2 separate regions of the Sus scrofa genome follow, and region 2 is linked to region 1. A link is a contact called in public Hi-C data. All regions are on one chromosome and are shown on one strand. The core of a region is the stretch at or near the end of the contact, and the rest is flanking DNA. Distances in the headings are between cores, read along the strand shown.

What was found. Hi-C and Micro-C count contacts between places; a contact is called where the count stands out from the background.
Region 2: a Hi-C map of alveolar macrophages shows a contact between it and region 1, with 2.8 times the contacts expected there. A contact is called at or near these places in 2 of 5 promoter capture datasets (fetal liver and fetal skeletal muscle), 27 of 47 Hi-C or Micro-C datasets (adipose tissue, alveolar macrophages, blood and 15 more) and 2 of 2 datasets of targeted methods (alveolar macrophages and skeletal muscle).

What each region holds. Positions count from the first base shown.
Region 1 is chr5:8,940,843-8,945,703 of Sscrofa11.1, forward strand. No RefSeq gene overlaps it. Among named protein-coding and RNA genes, the nearest start is that of RPL3, 21 kb to the left of the region's middle.
Region 2 is chr5:9,048,694-9,053,554 of Sscrofa11.1, forward strand. It overlaps LOC110260643 (a long non-coding RNA gene), which reads right to left. Exons shown (of 3, transcript XR_002343892.1): 2 at 4,269-4,518. Among named protein-coding and RNA genes, the nearest start is that of CBX7, 19 kb to the right of the region's middle.

The DNA of each region.
Region 1 (4,861 bases), core at 1,724-4,223:
AATGAGGCTTCTGGACCAGAGGCGGTGGGCATCTTCCCTGCTCTGGTGTCCAAGGCTCATGGGGGGTAGTCAGCTTCCGGGGCTTTGGCTGTTGTGCCCTGTTGGCCTCGGGGCTGGTGATGTAGAGCTGCCTACCTGGCCCTGCTTTAGCGAGCCTCGTCCTCCAGCTGTGTGGGCCAGAGCGGTGACATCACTGCTGGGAAGATGATGACCTCAGGTGGGGGTTACCCGCCACCGGCTCCTCTGGCCCGATACCAGGCCTGCTTCCTACAGGGAGCCTTCCTGGGTTACGCTGCTACTCTGAACACCTCTCCATTAACCCAGAGCCTCCCTGTGGGCTAGATCCTAAGTGGGAACTGGCCACTCCCAGTCGATCGGGCACACCTAGAGGGCCAGGCAGCAGACTCCAGGGCCGAGCAAGGAGTCTGGCTGAACCCTAACCAGCTGTGTGATCCTGGGTGAGTCACTCTCCCTTGCGGGGCCTGAACTCCTCTTCTGAAGTAGGATTTTCCAAACCGGGTCTCCCAGTGGGGAAGTGGGTGGGAGGCCTGACCCCGAGCAGGTGGCCCTGCGTGTGTGGCAGAGAGGCGTGCCTCCCATGATAGGAGGGCCCATTTGAACATTCCCTACTCTCAGGCTGTAATGGCATGGTGAGCCTGTGTTGTCTGACCCAGGCCCAGGCCTGGCCGCCTCCTCCACTCCCACGGCCTGAAACAGCTCTGGACCCCAAGCCTGTTCCTCTCTGGCCTCCTCAGCTCAGTAAAAGGCACCCTTGCTCGCCTAGTTGCTCAAGCTAAGCCCAAACCCCCTGGTCCCCCTTGCTGCCCACAGACAGCTGCACAGACACATACAGGGCGCGGGGGCAGGGGCGGGGCAAAATCTGGGGCTTGAAGGAGGCCTGTGCCGCGTAAAGGTCATGAGCAGGTGGATGGTTCCTCTTGGGCTGGGGACTGACCAGAGGGACATGAGGATGCTTCTGGGGGCCGGAAGTGATCTGTGTCTTTTTTTTTTTTTTTTTTGTCTTTTTAGGGCCACCCTCAGCATATGGAGGTTCCCAGGCTAGGGGTCAAATTGGAGCTATAGCTGGCAGCGTATGCCACAGCAACACCAGATCCGAGCTGCATCTGCAACCTACACCACAGCTCACGGCAACGCCAGATCCTTAACCCACTGAGCGGGGCCAGGAATCGAACCTGCATCCTCATGGATGCTAGTCAGATTCATTTCCGCTGAGCCACGACAGGAAGTCCTGTGTCTTGTTCTTAGAGCTGGTTTTGCAGTACTGATCCTCCTTCCTGCAGGAGGAGGGAAAATCCCAACTCCGACCTAGCAGGAAAACAAGTAAAACTGATAAATCAGAGCGGGAAGAGCTAGGAAGCCAAGGATGAAAGGTCAGCGAGATGAGCTCCAAAGGACGTGAGGGACGGGGGCTTCGAGGCTTTCTGAAGGGGTCCGGGGAGGACAGCATGTGCAGAACTCTCAGGAAGCAAAGAAGGACACTGAGCTCTACCGCAGGGGGTAGAAGAGGTTGGTGAGTGACCCGAGCAGAAACAGAAACGCGGGACAAGGATCGGAAGTTGTCATTTTAGGGGTCGATATTGGAAGCTGATATGTTTGGGGGGGATATATATATTTATTTAAATATTTATATTAATTCTATAATATATATATAATTATATATTTATATACATAAATATATATATTTTGGGGGGCCATCCCTGCAGCATGTGGAAGTTCCCAGGCCAGGAATCAAACCCTCACCACAGCAGTGACTGGAGACACTGCAGTGACAACACAGGATCCTTAACCCGCTCTGCCACCAGGGAACTCCTAGGGGTTGATATTTCAGACAGGCAGCCCCAGTCGTACTGCCCCGTGAGTACTTATTATCTGACCCGATCTGCATCTCTTGTTTTCTCCCAAAGGGGCTCCCATCTCCCCCAGGGTGGGGCAGCCCTGAGCCCTCACCCCGCAGCCCAGCTCCCAGCATGCCTGGGACGTGGGCTGGGGACACGTGTGACGGGCGAGCGAACAGTCCCTCCCAGGCCGCCCTGCCTTTGGGTGTCGGGCTCCTAACCTCGCTGGGAGGCTGGGCTTGGGCACTTCCCCCTTGGATGCTTCTTAGAGCTGTTCCCGCAGGAGGGTATGGGCCAGGGCTCCTGACCTGGGCCAGGTCTCATCTCTGTTGCCGCTCGCTGGGTGGTCTTGGCAAACTCCTGCCTCCCCGAGCTGGCTGCCCGGCCTGTAAAATGGGGGTATTCCCACTCGGGCAGGGCCAGATGAGCCGGGGCGTATGGGGCCCGCGCAGCCCTGGCCTGTGGGAGGAGCCGTGAGCTGTGGTGTCCAGGGGTTAAGGGAGGCGTCCTCAAGGAAGAGTGATGAACTCGGGATCCAGGGATTTGGATTTTGGTCTGTGTGACCTGGGGGCAAGACCCCTCTCCTCTCTGATCCTTGCTTGGTTCCAAGACAGAGGGCAGGGGAGCCCTTACGGGCGGGGACAGCGGTGCTCTGCTTGCGGGGTCCCACCTGGCAACAGGCGGGTGTGGGGCGGGGTGAGAGGCCGGGCGCAGCGGCTGCTCAAAGTGTCTGGGGCAGACAATGGCACTGTGTGCCGGGGAGCGGGGCGGGTGGCACAGTGGCTCCCCAGCAGGAATGTGCCCGCCTGTCTGGGAATGCAAGCACGTGGCTCCCTCCCTCGTGGCTTGCTCCCCCACGGTGGGGAGGGTGTGTCCCTCGCCCGTGGTGCCCACCCTGCTACAGTAGGTTTAGAGCCCAGAATGGCTGAGGGAGCGGAAGGCCAAGGGAGGCACTGGCAGCCTGGGAATTCCTGGGTCCCCACCTCCTGGAAGGCCGAGCAGCCTCCTGGGCCTTGGGGCAGTGGTGGGGAGGCTGGGGGCTCCCTATGTCACTGACTTGCTGGGTGGCCTTGGGCAAGTCCTTGCCTCCCCTCTAGGCCTCACTTCCCTATCCGCATGGTTTCTGCTTGCCCCACAGAGACTTCCTCCTGTTAAAACAGCGGGAGTTCCTGTTGTGACTCAGCGGTAACAAACCAGACTAGTACCCATGAGGACCTGGGTTCGATCCTTGGCCCCGCTCAGTGGGTTACGGATCCGGTGTTGCTGTGAGCTGTGGTGTAGGTCGCAGACGCGGCTCGGATCCTGTGTTGTTGTGGCTGTGGCGTAGGCCAGTGGCTACAGCTCCGATTTGACCCCTAGCCTGGGAACTTCTAAATGCTGCAGGTGTGGCTCTAAAAAAATTAAACAAACAAACAAACAGCTCTTGGGGCCCAATTGTCTCCCTCGCTCCCCTTCGTGGAGCATGGACTTTGTCTTGGTCACCACTCTGTCGCCCAGGCCCAGAACAAAGCCTGGTTCAGGCCTCATTTGCTGGTGAAGCCATTTTCACGCTATTCGGAGTCTTTTCTGCTCACTGCCTCCAGGCCTTTCTCTGCTCTGCTATTCCTGCCCATCCGCAGCCCCACCCGGTGGGTTCTTGGGGCCATGGGTCTCCTCCTCAGCAGCTTCTAGTAGCTTCACCTGGAGGGAGGCACTGGTGGATGAGAGGGCTGGAGGAGGGGGGGGGTCTTTGTCCCTGGCTCTCCTCCTTGGTGCCAGCTGGGTCCACCATGGCTGTAGGTTCTCAGCCTCCCCCTCATTGGCCTTCAGGCCCCCTCGCCTCCTCACCCCTTGGCTCTGGGGATGGTCACTGCGCGACGGTTGTCTCTCTCCTGTCACTTCACATCTCGTCTGCCCGCAGCTCAGAGTGGTCCCTTCCCAGGATTTCTTCTCTGGAAGCCCACGATGTCACCGTCCTGCCAGCACCCTGCCTGCCTGCCCATCCATTTCATCCTCCCAGACCCCTTGTGCTGGGTGGCTTCATGATCCCCATTTTACAGATGAGAAAACTGAGGTCCAGAGAGGGCCTGTGGGTGAGGGAGAGCCTTGTGGCCAGGGAGAGCCAGGATCTGAGCCCACGTCTCTGTTACTCCAGTGTCTGGGGACTTTGGTCCTAGGCAACACTTTATTTTGAGCTTTTCTCTTTTTTCTTCTTTTTCTTCTTTTTTGCTTTTTAGGGCCTCTCCCGTGGCATAGGGAAGTTCCCAGGCTAGGGGTCAAATCGGAGCTGTAGCTGCCGGCCCATGCCACAGGCACATCAACGCAGGATCTGAGCCACGTCTGCGACCTACACCACAGTTCATGGCAACACTGGATCCTTGACCCAATGAGTGAGGCCAGGGATCGAACCCGTGTCCTCATGGATACTATTTGGGTTCACTACCGCTAAGCCACAACAGGAACTCCTATTTTGAGCTTTTCTGATGATCACAGTGCTAGGGGCTTAGTGTGCTCGGGTGAAATGCCCAGCGAGTAATAAAAAAGAATCACAGTCGTGTTCCCTGACTCTCAGTCCCTGGGCCCCGGGCCAACCACTCTCTCGAGGCGTCTCCTCCACTCCTCTCCGTGGGCTCTGAAGGGAGGAGGCTGGGGGGGCCAGGAGGCTTGGAGTCAGGGCGGTGGAGTCAAGGGCTGGGAGGCTTCAAGGCCAGTTTCCCTCCCAGCCAGGGCCGTCTCCACCCTGCAGCCAGGGGGAGCAGACAGCCCCCTCCCACGGGAACTCCCTGGCAGGTCAGTCCAGGGGCCAGACATCCTCCTGAACTCCAGAGGTGGCTGGGGCTGCTGGATGACTTCATGGGCCTTTCCCATCCCTGAGTCACCCATACGTCACTCACTGCCCCCTGAGCACCTTTGAAGGGCAAGAAAGTAGCTGGCTTCGCTGGTGGTGGTGGGGGAGGGGCTCTGTTAGCTAACGGTGCAGGGGGAGATGGGGAGGAGAAGGTGGGGTTCAGCCCCGGACCCTCTGT
Region 2 (4,861 bases), core at 843-3,342, 110 kb after region 1:
GGCTCCCAGATCTGACTGCCCTTCCATTGCTCTCCGTGAATGGCTCCGATTTATCCCTGTGCATCTCAGTGGCACCTGCTGCCCTGCTCCCGCCGGTCCCAACCCACCTGGCAAGCAGCCTTCCCTTTTCTTTGCTTGTCCCTGTCTCCAGGGGCAGACACGGTCAGCTCCGCCTGCACACACGCGCAGGTCCCCATCCTCCTCACCACTTCCTGGCCCCCCAACCCCCAGCCCTGACTGTCCCCCGCCCCTCAGGCTGCAGCCAGGGTGGGTTATTACCCTATAAATCAGACCACTCACTTCTTCGCTCAACAGCCCCAGTGGCCCCCACTCTCACTCCCAGTGAAAGCGCCCCCATGGATTTCGCCTCCCCGTGCTCCCCTGGGGTCCGCCTTTGCCATCTCCCCGCTCCCACCAGAAGCCCCCTCCTCCAGACCCGCCTCCTCCGGTCCCACATCGAAGGCCACCCGCTGAGATCTTCCCTCAGCGCCGCACAGAAGACCACCCAGCTCCCCACCTGGCCTCGTCTCTCCTCAGAGCGCCTCTTACCATCTGGCGGCGGCGGATACACTTTACTCCTTAATTCAGTCCTCTCCCCTCTATTCTCTCCACCTGAACGGAAGGGAGTCTGGGGATGGAAAGGCGTGGCACAGAGTAGATGCTTAGCATAGATAAACGCGTTTCTCGAGGGAAGGAATCGCTGATCTGTCTTTGCATTCTTTCTCCCTGAGTGCCCGCTCAGCTTCGGTGTCTCTCTCCACCCAGCACAGCAGGCCTCTAGTGAGCGCAGTGTTTGTCACTCTTGCTCTGTCGTTAATCAATGTTCCAAACAAGGGGCAGGTCCCCTAACCACCCCCTCTGCCCGTTGCACTTCCCGGTTACCGCTCGCCCTCGCTAAAGCCCTCCTGGGAACCATCACCTCCTCCATGAAGCCCTCCGGAATCCCCCATCTCTCTCTTGGTCTGGGGGCCTCTGGAGGGGAATTGCATTCCACCTGCGTCAGCGTTATCTGTGACTGGTAACTGTCCCACCTCCCCGGTGGACGGCCAGTGCCCTGGCCAGGGAGGGAGGGCTGTGTCTTGGGTGTTTCTGTAATCCCACACTCCGCCCAGCCTCAGCATGCAGTAGGTGCTCACTGTTGGGAGAGCTGAGTTGGACATTTGGCTTAGGTTCACGTTCAAGATTTTCCAGCAGGCCTCGGTGTCTTTTATTTGAAATCATGTTTATTTACTTTCTAGTTCATCCTTAATGTGTTTTTTTTTATCACCTTTAGTTACCTTTTTCTGGTTGTAAACCGAACGCATGTTCCTAGCAGAAAACACTGAAAAAGGGCAAAGTGTGGCTCAGCGGGTTATGGACCCGACTAGTATCCACGAGGAGGCAGGTTCGATCCCTGGCCTCGCTCAAGAGTTTAAGGATCCGGAGTTGTGGCAAGCTGCAGTGTAGATCACAGATGCGGCTCAGATCCCATGTTGCGGTGGCTGTGGTGTAGGCCAGCAGCGGCAGCTCTGATTGGACCCCTAGCCTGGGAACTTCATATGCCGCAGGTGTGGCCCTAAAAAAAGCAAAAAGAAAAGAAAATATGCAAGGGTATCAGTGAAAGACAAGATTGCGCATCGTCTAGCAACCTAGAGATAATCACTGTTAGCAATGGAGGCACATTCACTTCAACTTTTCTCTCTGGGTCCCCATTTTTTTCTCTTTAGTAAATCTTATATTGCAATCATTTCTTATGTCATCACTATTCCTTTTTTTTGCTTTTGTCTTTTTAGAGCCACACCCATGGCATATAGTGGTTCCCAGGCTACGCCTGCCGCCCTCACCACAGTCACAGCAATGCCAGATCTGAGCCACGTCTGTGACCTACACCACAGCTCATGGCCGTGCTGGATCCTTAAGCCACTGAGCAAGGCCAGGGATCGAACCTGCAACCTCATGGTTCCTATTCAGATTTGTTTCCGCTGTGCCACGACGGGAATTCCCCTTATCCCTCCCTATTCTTGCAAGATGTCATGTGTAATGACTGCATACTATTCCACTGTGTCAGTTTATCATCCTTTTTCTCAGCAAGCATTTCACACACACATGATCATGACACACGTTCTCCAAACACAATACACCCCCCACCCTGACCCGTACTCCTTGGCTCCCAAGCTCCACAATGGAGGTGATTTCCCAGCACAGAGGACCCAGCAGGGTGGGGTTCCAGCCTTTTCCTCTTACTGTCCCTCAGACAGACAGATGTCAGGACACACACAGGACAGCCAGACAGGGAGAGCCGGCAGGAGGCGGAAGGGATGCAGGGCAAGTGGAGAAGATGGCTTTGGGGGGGAGTCCAAGCTTTCGGAGGGACAAGGGGGTGGGGAAGGTGGCGTTGTTGGCAGCAGGGCCCTGGCTGCCCTCTGACGGGAAAGCCCCAGGCAAGAGCAGATGACAGAATGGGGCTTTCTCGGCCTAATACTCCCAAGGCTGGACAGAGAGAATGGTCACAGAAGGGAAAATTTGAACCTCAGAATCCTGGGAGCGTTCGGGTCTCTTGGAATCAGCTTCTGAACCGCGTGAAGAGCCGCGGAGGGAGACCCCTCTGGGGGGTCTCTAGGAACCAGCAGAGGGCTTGGGGTGGCCCTCGAGCTGCAGGAAAGGAGGGAGGGAGTCCAGACTCTGGCGCCCCAGGCTTGGCCCCAGGTGTGTCCTCCTGCCCTTCCCCCATCGTCCCTGTGGGGTGCCTCCATTCCCCAAGGGCAGAGGGCAGCTAAGAGGGCACAGGGCCAGTGCCGGGGCTCACCTGCTCCAGGGTGCCTGGCTTCCCAAGGAGAGAAGTTTTCTTTCTTTCTTCCTCCCTCCCTCCCTCTCTTTTTCTTTCTTTCTTTCTTTCTTTTTTTGGGGCCCCACCTGCAGCACATGGAAGTTCCCAGACTAGGGTTCGAATCAAAGCTGCAGCTGCCAGCTTGTGCCACAGCCACCGCCACAGCAAGGCAGGATCCAAGCCATATCTGCAACCTACGCCAGGTCCTTAACCCATTGAGCAAGGCCAGGGATCAAACCCGAATTCTCATGGATACTAGTCAGGCTCTTAACCTACTGAGCCACACCGGGAATTCCAGGAGAGGAGGTTTCTGAGCAGACCCCTGTGGAGCTGCCCTGTCCTGGCTCCTTCCCAGAATGCTCCGCTCTCATGGGTCTGAAACCAGAGGCCGTTTGCAGAAAAATGTGCAGACGAATGAACTCAGCTCTGGGTGGTTTTAGGGAAGAACAGGGGTCCAGAGCCAGCTCAGCGTGGCCAACTGTGGGATCTTGGAGCAGTCATTTCCCTCCCAGGATCCCCAAGGCGCACCCAGGCAAGAGGATTGGGAAACTGACCAATCTGGGGCTGGATTGTTTCCAGCTCTTCTCGGAGCCTCAGAAGTCGGCTGTGGATGGACTTGGCCCTAGGTAAACAGTGGAAACCCCTGTAACCTGCGCTAGGACGGCCTCAGTGCAGAGAAGGGCGGTTTCCGCCCTTGATCAGGTGAAGAGGCTCCGCAAAGAGGCAGTGACTACACTGTGACATCGCAGCGTGGTGATGCTGACATGGCCCAAAGCAGGGAGAGAAGCCTCCCATTTTGCAGATGGAGAAACTGAGTCCCATAAAGGGAAAGCAACAGTCCCAGGTACTAAAGACTAGAATCCAGTCTTTAGTCACTGCCTCTCCCTCTCCTCCCCCTGCCCAGCCACCCCTGTCCCCTGGCCATTCTCCAAAACTTCCCTGGGGTGGGGGATAGGCTGGGGAGCCCTCCAAAGTAGACTTGAAAGCAGAAAGCAGAAACCCCTTCCCTGTTGGCTGACTGCCCCCAGACACTCCCCCAGATCTCTGCTTCCAGGGTTGGGGGTTATCAGCTTCTGTGATAGCCTGGGGGTGAGTGGGACTGGGAGGACAAGGGTCCCCTATCCCCCCAAGTCCAAGGGGCACCCCAAGCGGGATGCTAGTCTGCCATGCCAGGACAGCGTGGCACTGGGCCAGCACCCCCGGCAGCGGCAGCTCCAGGCAGCTGGATGGGCTGCCGCCAAGAATGTCAGGAATGCAGTGCGGCTGTGTCCCTTCAGCTCCTCTTCCTCCCCCCACGCCGAGAACAGGATATTCCCTGTCCAGGGAAGCCCGGAGTCCAGCCCCTTTATGGGAAAACCACGGGGCATGTGATGGGCATTCGATATGGGGACACCTGGGGGTCTGGCCCTGCTGGGGAGGACATGGCAGGTCCATGTGGGCTCAGTGTGTGTTGAGGACTTACTGTGTGCCAGGTGCTTCGTGTGTATCAGCTCAATGTCACAGCAATCCTGGGAGATTCTGTGTCACAGATCAGGAAATCGAGGCTTGAAGGAGACAGGGAACAGGCTTGAGGGCACCAGCTGGCGAGTGGCAAAGCCAGGCTTAATCCAGGCCAGGCTGATCCCGAGGTCCTTGCTCTTAAGCCACTAGGCCGGGTGGCCTCATCTCCACAGTGGCCACTGGGGACCATGCCTTGGGTTCCCGCATGGCACCTGCAGAGGATAGAGGGTGTGCTGCAGAGAGGCAGCCCCTTCCTGTGGGCAGCTTGTCTGCTGTGCAGTTGGCAAAGGGTCAAGGTGGGAGGTTTGTCTCCGAGATCCTGGGCTAGAGGCTCAGCTCCAGCCCTTCCTGGCCATTCCTGCAGGGGCCCAGCATCAAGGAATCCCGGAGTTTGACCAGTGTCTTTGTGGACGCTCTGTGATGGGCAGGGGGGCTGTCACTTGCGGGGGTGGGGGTGGGGCACAGGGATAGGAGACAGAGAAGGCTGAAGGGAGATGGCAGGGTTGGGGGAGAGCGGAGCTGCGCCAGACTCCAGCCCTGTGACCCTAGAGGTGC